Linked DNA regions of Anser cygnoides: regions 2 and 3 are each linked to region 1. The links are chromatin contacts, called in public Hi-C maps. All regions are on one chromosome and are shown on one strand. The core of a region is the stretch at or near the end of the contact, and the rest is flanking DNA. Distances in the headings are between cores, read along the strand shown.

What was found. A called contact is a pair of places that touch in the nucleus more often than the background predicts.
Region 2: a contact with region 1 is called in a Hi-C map of granulosa cells, with 2.5 times the contacts expected there. The contact joins two enhancer-like sites. A contact is called at or near these places in 2 of 7 Hi-C or Micro-C datasets (granulosa cells and liver).
Region 3: a Hi-C map of granulosa cells shows a contact between it and region 1, with 1.6 times the contacts expected there. The contact joins the promoter of CAMK1D here to the enhancer-like site in region 1. A contact is called at or near these places in 2 of 7 Hi-C or Micro-C datasets (granulosa cells and liver).

What each region holds. Positions count from the first base shown.
Region 1 is chr1:7,013,899-7,016,987 of Taihu_goose_T2T_genome, reverse strand. The region is part of intron 3 of CAMK1D (calcium/calmodulin dependent protein kinase ID); the gene reads right to left. Among named protein-coding and RNA genes, the nearest start is that of CCDC3, 120 kb to the left of the region's middle. Within about 2 kb of position 1,562, at least 1 of the 3 cell types and tissues checked has open chromatin away from gene starts, as enhancers often do.
Region 2 is chr1:6,816,119-6,819,207 of Taihu_goose_T2T_genome, reverse strand. It overlaps CDC123 (cell division cycle 123), which reads right to left. Exons shown (of 13, transcript XM_048062496.2): 7 at 1,320-1,368. Among named protein-coding and RNA genes, the nearest start is that of CDC123, 16 kb to the right of the region's middle. Within about 2 kb of position 1,642, at least 1 of the 3 cell types and tissues checked has open chromatin away from gene starts, as enhancers often do.
Region 3 is chr1:6,858,809-6,861,897 of Taihu_goose_T2T_genome, reverse strand. It overlaps CAMK1D (calcium/calmodulin dependent protein kinase ID), which reads right to left and starts at 1,623. Exons shown (of 11, transcript XM_048062699.2): 1 at 1,248-1,623. The coding sequence starts at 1,339.

The sequences.
Region 1 (3,089 bases), core at 313-2,812:
CCCTATGAAAGAAAATGAAAAGCAATTCATTATTTTGCATTTCTATGGAATCAGTAGGTTTTGTCTCTAAGAAAGCTTCCATATTTTTCCCCACAAGTTTATACATTTTGAAAAAGAAAAATAGCTGGGGCTCTGGAAATATAGGAAACAAAAATACAAGAAGGAAAACAGCAAAAACTGCAGCTAGCCATTCTTGCTGGCAGTCCCCAGGCATTTTTTTCAGAGGGGATCAGAGCACCTGGATGGGTACCCACCTGGATGCTGCCATGGCAAAGCGTGGAGGCAGCAGCCTGGCACCACCTCCTGGGGCAGGGGTTTGCAAAAAGCACCCTCAGAGGTAGGGATGCTACGTGAAAGTCCTCACCGTGACAGCTTTGGATGTCGATGCTTACATTCCAGGTAGGCATTAATTTGAACGCCCAAGTCCTTCTTTGCATTTATCCCCTCTCTCTCCATCCCTGCATAGATGTTCTGTCTGTTTATTTGTTTGAGGGTTGTTTTTTGTTTGTTTGTTTGCTTGTTTTCTCCTTCGGGTTTTATTCCCAGATTTGAACAAACAGAAGATCAGACGGGGCCAGACTGGATGTTCTTGCTCGATCCCACCTCCAGCACATAATGTTACTGTCGCTTCTTGGTCCCCAGCAGGGCTGGCACTGGCTGTGGGGGTGTATAGGCAAAACAGCCTCCAAGAGATTTTGTAGGGCTACAGCAGACATTTAATTGCATTTTCATGAGAAAACCCGATGTGGAACAGGGTCATCACTGTCAGAACTGGGCTTATCTCATAGATAAAACTGTGTATTTGTGTTTTTTTGGTCATACTGAGCCACCTCCCTTTCAGTCATCATTCCCTGTGGAGAAAACAGCTCCTTCCACTTCACAGTTTTGCCTTTAAAAATTCAACCTATTTCTTTCTCCCCCCTCCCCTTACACTCATTCATCTCTACCCAGTACAGGGCAGGTGCAGCAGCCACACTCAATAAGGAACTCTTTGGAGGAGAAAAGCTAATTTTGCAGAGCTACATTTTGCAGGTCTCAACGGTACCTGTGCAAACCTCCCCTTGGACTATGGAGAAGTGATAACTAGGAGCGGGGAAACCTGGTGACACGACAGCACGTCCTCTGTTGTAGGGTGTTGTTCCCAGGAAAGGGGACAGGAGTCACACTGCTGCCTCAGCAGGGAGATGCTGCACAGATTTTGGAGGACAGTGAAGGCTGAACCCCGGGATATCAGGACTCTCCTAGAGCTCAGACAGCATCATTAACCTGCCTGGGTTTCCCTAAATATAAACCCCACACATCCCCGATTTCAGCTGGAATAGGTGCCACTACTTCTAGCAATTAATGCAGAGGAGAAACTCAGAATCAAAAGAGAACTTGTGAAGTTCTGTAGCAAGGGGAGGAGAGATACTGGTTTTGTTTTATATTTTTGGCACTGTATGATTCACTGCTAAGACTTTCACTCTTCGCCAGTCAGTATCCCTCCTCCAGCTCCTCAGGCACTCTTTCCTACTTGTTTCCAGTATTTTCATCGTTTGTACTTCTCCGCGATCCCCACAGGAGGAGCCTCAGCACCACTGTAGCAGGCAGAACATGAGAGCTCCAAGGAGCATTTGCAGTTTCACCCTATATGCACAGCTGTCTCTTCAGTTATTAGGCAGGAAATGTTATTATTATTATTTTTTAGATGACTCTGAAAGAACATATTAATCAATCCGGAAAAAGTTTCTAAGGATATTTGCCGTGGGCTGAGATCCACATAGTCTGAGGCACTTGGCACATCAGGAGCTATAATTTGAGAACGTGATTCTCAAATCCCTGCAGAGGGGATTATTTATGTGGGTAAAGTTACGTCAAAAGGCGTTTGCGGGATCATGAGATGAAATACACCTTAAAGAGTTTCTCTGTCCACAACTCACAGGAGGTTTTGGAAGTGCTAGAGAGTAGCTGGTAAGACAGATTCATCCTGGAAACAGGCAAAAACAGGTTTTGAAAACGGTGCATTTTTCTTCTGACACCACCACAGGCTCCTTCTGTGCCCTAAACCACTTTTATTCCTCCTCCAAATGCTTTCATTTCACCTTCTGCTGTTTGTCTCATCTATGAAGCTCCAGGGCTTGTGAGGTCTCCAACGTTAGGGCAATGCATCCGTGCAGTTTCTAACCTCCCTGTGCACAGCATCCCCAAGAACACAGCAGGGAGCATGGACGAATCCTTCCTCATCCATGCACTCAGGTTTTCCAACCAACACAGAATGGGATGCATCGCCCCACAAGCCAGGATGAACCTAGAGCCTGTACCTAGGCCCAGGACACCCAGAGATGCTCCCAGGCTCCCTCCTTAGACACAGCCTTTGTGCTAAGCACAATCTCCATTAGCCTTTGGTCTCTGTTCTGGCAGAGAAAAATAATTCAACTTTATTTCTGCAACTAAAATTTGCTGGTGGTAGCAACAGTTGCTGGAGGAACGGCTTCTCCACGCTCTGAGGCTGGTTAATTAGAAATCTATAGGTTGACGTTACTTGAGAAATAACAGATCTTTTATTTTTCAGGTGTTTAATTATTAATAAATTAATGAGATGGAAACTGAAGTGCAAGGAGAAATGGTTCTCAGTCTGAAGGAAGTTAATATAAAATCTAAAATGCATTCTCTTCCAGCTTATTAAGTTTGAGATTGATGTAATAACCTCAAGAGGTTTTTTTTTTTTTTTTAGTTTGTCTCTTCTCTTAAATTTATACTCACGTTTGCACATAAGTAGTTTCTTTATTCAAACTACCTCTCAAAAGAATTTTCTTTTACATCATGAATTTTCCTATCTGGAAAAAGAAAACAGAACTGCATTTATAAAATGTAGTAAAACCTGAAGATCAACATTACCCAGAAATTCTCACTCTTCAGAGAAGAATCAATCTGAGCCCTGCTTTCCATCACTAAAATACAAAATGTACTCTGCAAAATTTCAGGAGGAAATTCATTATATGCCCTTTAAAGATCAGGCGTGACCATACCCGAGGCACCTGCAATACTGGCCGGTTTCTGTTCTGATTTTCTTGGCATTAGAAGCAATTTCAAATTGCAGAAACCAGAAG
Region 2 (3,089 bases), core at 393-2,892, 200 kb after region 1:
GGAGGGCAGTCCAGCACTGGAATAGCCCCCTCACAGAGCTGGCCCAGCCTCCATCCACTGATGTTTTCAAGACCAGATTTGAGAAAACACCAAGCAACCCAAACTGATCTCAGTTTACCCAGCTTTGAGCACGAGAATGGACTGGAGAACTACTGAGGCCTCTTCCCACCTTAATTATCCCGTGCTATTCCACTTTATCCAGTATTTAAGCGTGAAATTATTTGTGAAACGACTTCCAAGGTTCATTAATGATACAGCATGGAAAACAAAAAGTCCTGCTGTACAGCACAACAAATCTGTCATGGAATTGGCAGAAGTTGCTCTCTAGTAAAAAGAGCTGATGAACAGAATTAAATTTAACCAGCTCAACCTCTATTCTGGTATACACCCAAGCACCATTCTGCGATGCCTTTGGAGGTACAAACCGGTTCAAATAAGGACGTGAGATGGAAATAGTAACCAAACTATTACTGCCAATAGGACAGAATGCCTGGTAATTAAAGCATCTCTCTGGCACTTCATCAAGTTTCTGCTTTTCCTAAGCTGAAGCATTCAGACGGATCCATTCTTTGGAGGGCCTCAGTTACTGCTCACAGTACTGGAAACTCCCAACACCTATCAACTGCAGTAGAAAAACCTCAGTAATCGAAGGTGACACTCCTAAATACAACGTAAACATGAAACTGCTGCAAGTTTCAGAGGCCTATCTTTAAAGCACATTAAGACAGTGCTTCAAAACATGAGGTGCATTCACTTTTCTAAAGCCCTCTAAGCCCACAGGATGATGACGAATGTTATTTTTACATTAAAATTATTAGAGACATGACTAGATGCCATCATAAAATCGACAGTAGCACAAGAACAGTTTAAAGCATTACTAATATCTAACTAACTTACCATTTTAATGCAGGAACGAGCATATATAACAAGGTATGATAGTCCATCTCAGTTCTTAACAAACAGCTACAAACCCCAGCCACTACAGCTAGCTTCTCTCTCAGCTGTGATGTCCACAGGAAGCACTTCACAGAGAATATATGACTTTCAGCTACTGACCTTGTCCTTCCTGGCAAAACCTGACAGACCCTATAGGGAACTGCAAGGAAGCTTCGAAAGTCTGCACTGAGCTCATCTCTGACCCATAACTAAATGAACTCCTTATGACCTGCAGTTCTTAACCAGACTTCCCCCACACTGCCCAAGCAACACAATTAAAACAAACAAAAAAAAAGTATTGTGGGCACATGCCCAAGTACAAGTGGCAGCCTGCCCGTGCGTAATTCACTTAAATTACCTAGAAGTCATGCAAAGAGTCTTACCTCATAGTCTAAGGAAGGATCAGGGGAATCATCAGTACAGTGAATAAATCTGGAAAATAAACCACAGGCGTCAAAATCTGCTTTTACATACAAGATTTTAGTGATAGTGAGGAAAATTAGCCCCAAAACGTTAATCACAAAAGCTACAGATAAATTACCTCTAAGATGTATAAAGCAGGTAATTTCAGTATGGCAGTAACAAACCTCCTTTCTACAATTATCAAGGAAAAAAAATCACCTCTTTTGATCTAGTGTAATTTGGAAGCACTTAATGGACAGGGACTTGGCTAGCATGTGAGTGCTTATTCACTGTTAAGTCCTTTGTTTGATTCAACAGTGCTGCTCCTTTTCTCTTTATTGTTATGTTGCCATCATCGTATTCTCCAAGAACCAGATAAACATTAAAAGTACGAAGGAAAACATGCTGCAATGAAACTTGATTAGGTTGTTGAAGTTTAACTTCCTAAACCAGACAACTGAGAGACATCACTTATCTTACAGCAGTTCAGAATTATTTTCATTTATGAATAATGGATGCAAAACAGCGCCACTCAACGCTTTTGATTCCACAGCATGGTATTTTTCTAAATTAAGAGCCTTAAGAAATGCTCTTAGAAATCTCCTGAGAGTGGGAATAAACAAAACTATTTCCATAACTGCAAGCAGATGCCAAGGTTTTGTTCCTTGCAAGTAGCTCACTCTTTGTGCCACCATTCAGTAACTACCAAGAATGGAGGCAGTAATACCCAAGACAACTTCTACGTACGTTTTTGTTGCTATACAGCAAATCTTGCAATAAATCCCGTAACTGTCCAAGGCAATTATCGGAAGAACATGCATTTTCCTTCCAGGCGTACTCCCTGACCTTATTGGCAACAAACTACTTTGACGCGCAAAACTGTGTAAAGGGTCAGGGCTGAGCACTAAGGATAAACGCAGCCATTTAAGACATCTCCTTTTGGCACTCAATCCAGAAGTCTCACATCTCTCCTACAAGCAGTGCATTGCAAGACATGGCTGCCCAAGGTCTCTGCTCTTCATAAGCAAAGCACTGCATTTGTTAAGACACGGCTGCCCGGCCTTCAGTTGGAAGCAAAGAGCGATCGTAACAGTTTTCTCAGCATGCTGCCAGAAGAAATAAGTTTTTAGATTAGGCTGTAATATCCACCACACAGAGAAGAGCAGGGTGATAGCAGGCATGCTTTCCGAAAGTACTGTAATCAAACCGATTGTATAAATCTGTAAGCCTATGTAAACAGATAACATCCTTCAGCTACAGTTTATATTCCCAGCAATTTAAGATCTGTCAAGGCAGTAGAAACACTCCTAAGAGCCTGCAGTTTTGCTCGACTCAGAACTCCTCCATTACGATCGTATCTGCTTACCGTGCTCAAGAAAATATTCCCCACACACCAAAATAACCATAAACTAGAGGTAAAAAGGCAGCTGAAGTCCAGCCCACAGTTCTGCAGTCCCTGCGTGCTAGGAGCTGCATTATCTTTCAGACTTCCGTATTTGAGATGGGGTTGTCTGCATCCTACTGGAATGGAGCAGATTACAGATTTTTCCATTTAGCAAAAAACAGCCTTGTAAAAAAAAAAAAATCAAAGTTATCTTTTGCTCAACCCTCAAATATTTTGGGTGGGGGCTAAGTGGGGAAAGATACTCTCTCTTTCCTTGCCATTTTATATCTTTTACCAACTTATTCTAGCATTAACTGCTTGGACACGGCTGAATTCATCCATTCCTTACAGCCTTCTGAACATTAGA
Region 3 (3,089 bases), core at 374-2,873, 160 kb after region 1:
GGTGCGTGACCCCCCCCCTCCAGATGAAGCACCCAGCCCGCTTCTCACTCGCACTTGGTGTGCAGGAAATCAGCAGAAGCAGAAATACTCTGTTTGTAGAGAGCCCTCCCTTGGAAGCAGAAAGAAACTGAAATATTACGGCCGAAACTTGTTCAGCCGTGTTTTGGAAGTGGCACGCGGAGCACAAAACGCGCTGCTTGGGCTCGGCGATGCTTTACTTAGAGACGTGCTCGAAGTTGAATTTACACCGGGGGGGACATGGCGATAAAGCACCCGTCCCATACAACCCAGCGTTCACGTCCTCGCCCACCCACACGGCAGCCCGCACCCTGCCCTTCCCCAGCAACCGCGGCTCTCTGCCTCTACAACATCCGACGAGCGAAAATTTCTCTCAACAGAAATAAAACTCCCCGCTCAGCCAAAAAAGCATCAGCCTGCACCCTGCTCCCTTCCACCATCTGCGCATGTTTATTCTGAGCCTTCCGAAAAAAAAAAAAGAAAAAAAAAAAAAACTCCAACGTTTTACTAATCTTTATGCCCCGCCACTATAAATAACAGAAATAAAGCCCAACAACAGTTAAGCATCGTAGCTAAAGCACATCCAATCCACTCCGATTATTTCTGCTTGTCCGTCCACGAATGGATGCAGCCATCAGCTTTAGGGGACAGCATGCAAGTCAGACCGCATTTATTTACAGTGGCACCGTCAAGAAAAAGCCTTTCCCCATCTCCCTATCCTATTAACATTTTAAACCGGGGGGTGGGGGGGGGTCTTTTTTTTCTTTATTTTTTTCTTTATTTTTTCTTTTTTTCCTTTCTTTTTTCTTTTTCCTTTTTCTTTTTATCTTTTTCCCTTTTCTTTTTTTCTTATTTTTCTTTTTTCTTATTTTTTTCTTTCTTTTTTCTTTTTTCTTTTTCTTTTCTCTTTTTCTTTTCTCTTATTCTTCTCTTTTTCTTTTTTTTTTCTTTCTTTTCTCTTTTTGTTGTTCTTTTTTTTTTATTATTTAATTTTTTTTTTGGGGGGGGGTAGCCCAGCCGCCTGCCCCGCAGCCACCCTCATCCCTCACCTCCTACCAACCCCCCCCCCCGGTGCCGTTTGTCCCGGGATTCCCAAACCTCCCCGGCTCGGTGCCGGGCGGGATGCTCGGAGCGACCCCGGCGGCAGCCCCCGCGCAAATCCCCCCCGCGCAAATCCCGCGCAGCGCAGGGACGGCGCCTCCCGGCCCGCTCCGCTCCCCGCCACCTACGTCCCCAGCGTCTCCTTGAACTCGAAGATCTTCTTGATGTCCTCCGCCTGCTTCTTCCAGGAGCCGCCGCCGTCCCCGTTCTCCCGGGCCATGGCCGCTCCGCGCAGCCCCGCGCAGCCCCGCGGATGCCGGGCGGCACCGAGCCGCCTGCGGCTTTTGCTTTCTCTTCTGAGAAAGCAGCGGCTGCTGCTGCTGCCTCTGCCGGCTCTTCCTCCTCCTCCTCCTCCTCCTCCTCCTCCTTCTTCTCCTCCTCCTTCTCCCCTTCCTCCTCCTCCTCCTCCTCACACTTCCTGCCCGCCGCCGCTTTTATTTCCTCCGCGCTCCGGCGGGCTCCACGAGTGCCACTTTTCCTGGGCTATTTCCTCCCAACTTTCTCTGCCCCCCCCCCCCCCCTTTCCCCTCGTCCTCCCCCCCTCCCCCCTCGCCCCTCCCCGTGCCACCCCCGGGGCTGCCCCGTGTCCCCCCCCGCCTCCTTCAGCACCCTCAGGGACACTTTGGTCCCCCCACTCCGGGAGGAAAAGTCCCTTTTTTTTTTTTTTTTCTTTTTTTTTTCTTTTTTTGAGGGAGGTCACTGATTCCCCCCCCCCCCCCCCTACCCCCCCGCTGTCCCCAAGCAGGGCGTGCGGGGGCCCCGTTGGATGCTCCGAGCCTCCCGGGCGCGGTGCGGCTGTGCGCGGTTGTTATGGCAATGGGAGGAGGAGGAGGAGGAGGAAGAAGAAGAAGAGGGGGAGGAAGAAGAGGAGGAGGAGGAGGAGGAGGAGGCAGCCCCGCCGCTGCTCTGCTGCCTGGCGCTGCCCCTCCTGACTGAATGACTGGAGATAATTCGCATTGCACCAAAACCGCGCACGTCAAACGGGAGGGGAGGGAAAGCAAAGAGATAAAAAAAAAAAAAAAAAAAAAGGGAAAGCGGGGGAAAAAAAAAATAAAAATTAAAAGCCACACCGCAGGCGGCCGGGCGGGGTGGTCCGGAGCTGCGCGGGGGATGCGCGGGGATTGCGCGGGGATTGCGCGGGGGATGCGCGGGTTTTGCGCGGGGTTTGCGGTGCCCACCGTGAGCGCAGCCGCCCCGTGGGGGCCAAAAGTGGCCCCCAGCCCCTTGCCCACCCCGCAGCGGGAGCGAGGGGCAGGATGCGCCCCCGGTGACACGGCAGAAATACGCGCTAAACCCGTGGGTAGGTTTCCCGTTAATGTCTTGCAAATAGGTAAAGCGCAAAAAAAAAAAAAAAAAAAAAAAAAAGTGGATTTCTCCTCCAAGTTGGGAAGTAAAAAGGCAGGTGCGGACCCACGGGTGTTTTTGGGGGCGGCTCAAACCCTTGGTCATCAAATGAGGCGGCTGAAAATGAGGCGTGACACGACTAAATATTGCATCGACTCGTAAACAGATGTGAATGCGCGCCTAACTGCTTAAAATGTGCCGTGTCCTTTCACAGAGTCCTTAAAATCCCACTTTGGAAAGGGATTTTCCGGACCGCTCATCATTTATGAGCACGGGAGCTTTCCCCTGGGGCTCCCACTTCCACGCGGGTTTGGAGCCTGGGGGAGCTCAGCCGGGTGGGGAGGTGTAAATTTGGGGAAAACACCGAGGCAGGCCGGGGTGTTTGGGCAATGCTACCCTCTGCTGGGCACAGGCACACGGCTGAGCGTGTGCCAGCTCCTGCATTAATTAGTGCCCTCTCTAATGCAATGCTTTGGTGGCCATCCCGCCCCATGGGTGGCCCAAATCGCTTGGGATTCCCTGCGATGGGTGCTTGTGTGTTGTCCCAGTATGTTCTTGGAGCAGCCAAACCTTTCCTTCTGCTGCTGGCTTACCCACATCCTCCTGCTCCCCATGGGGATCCCCTT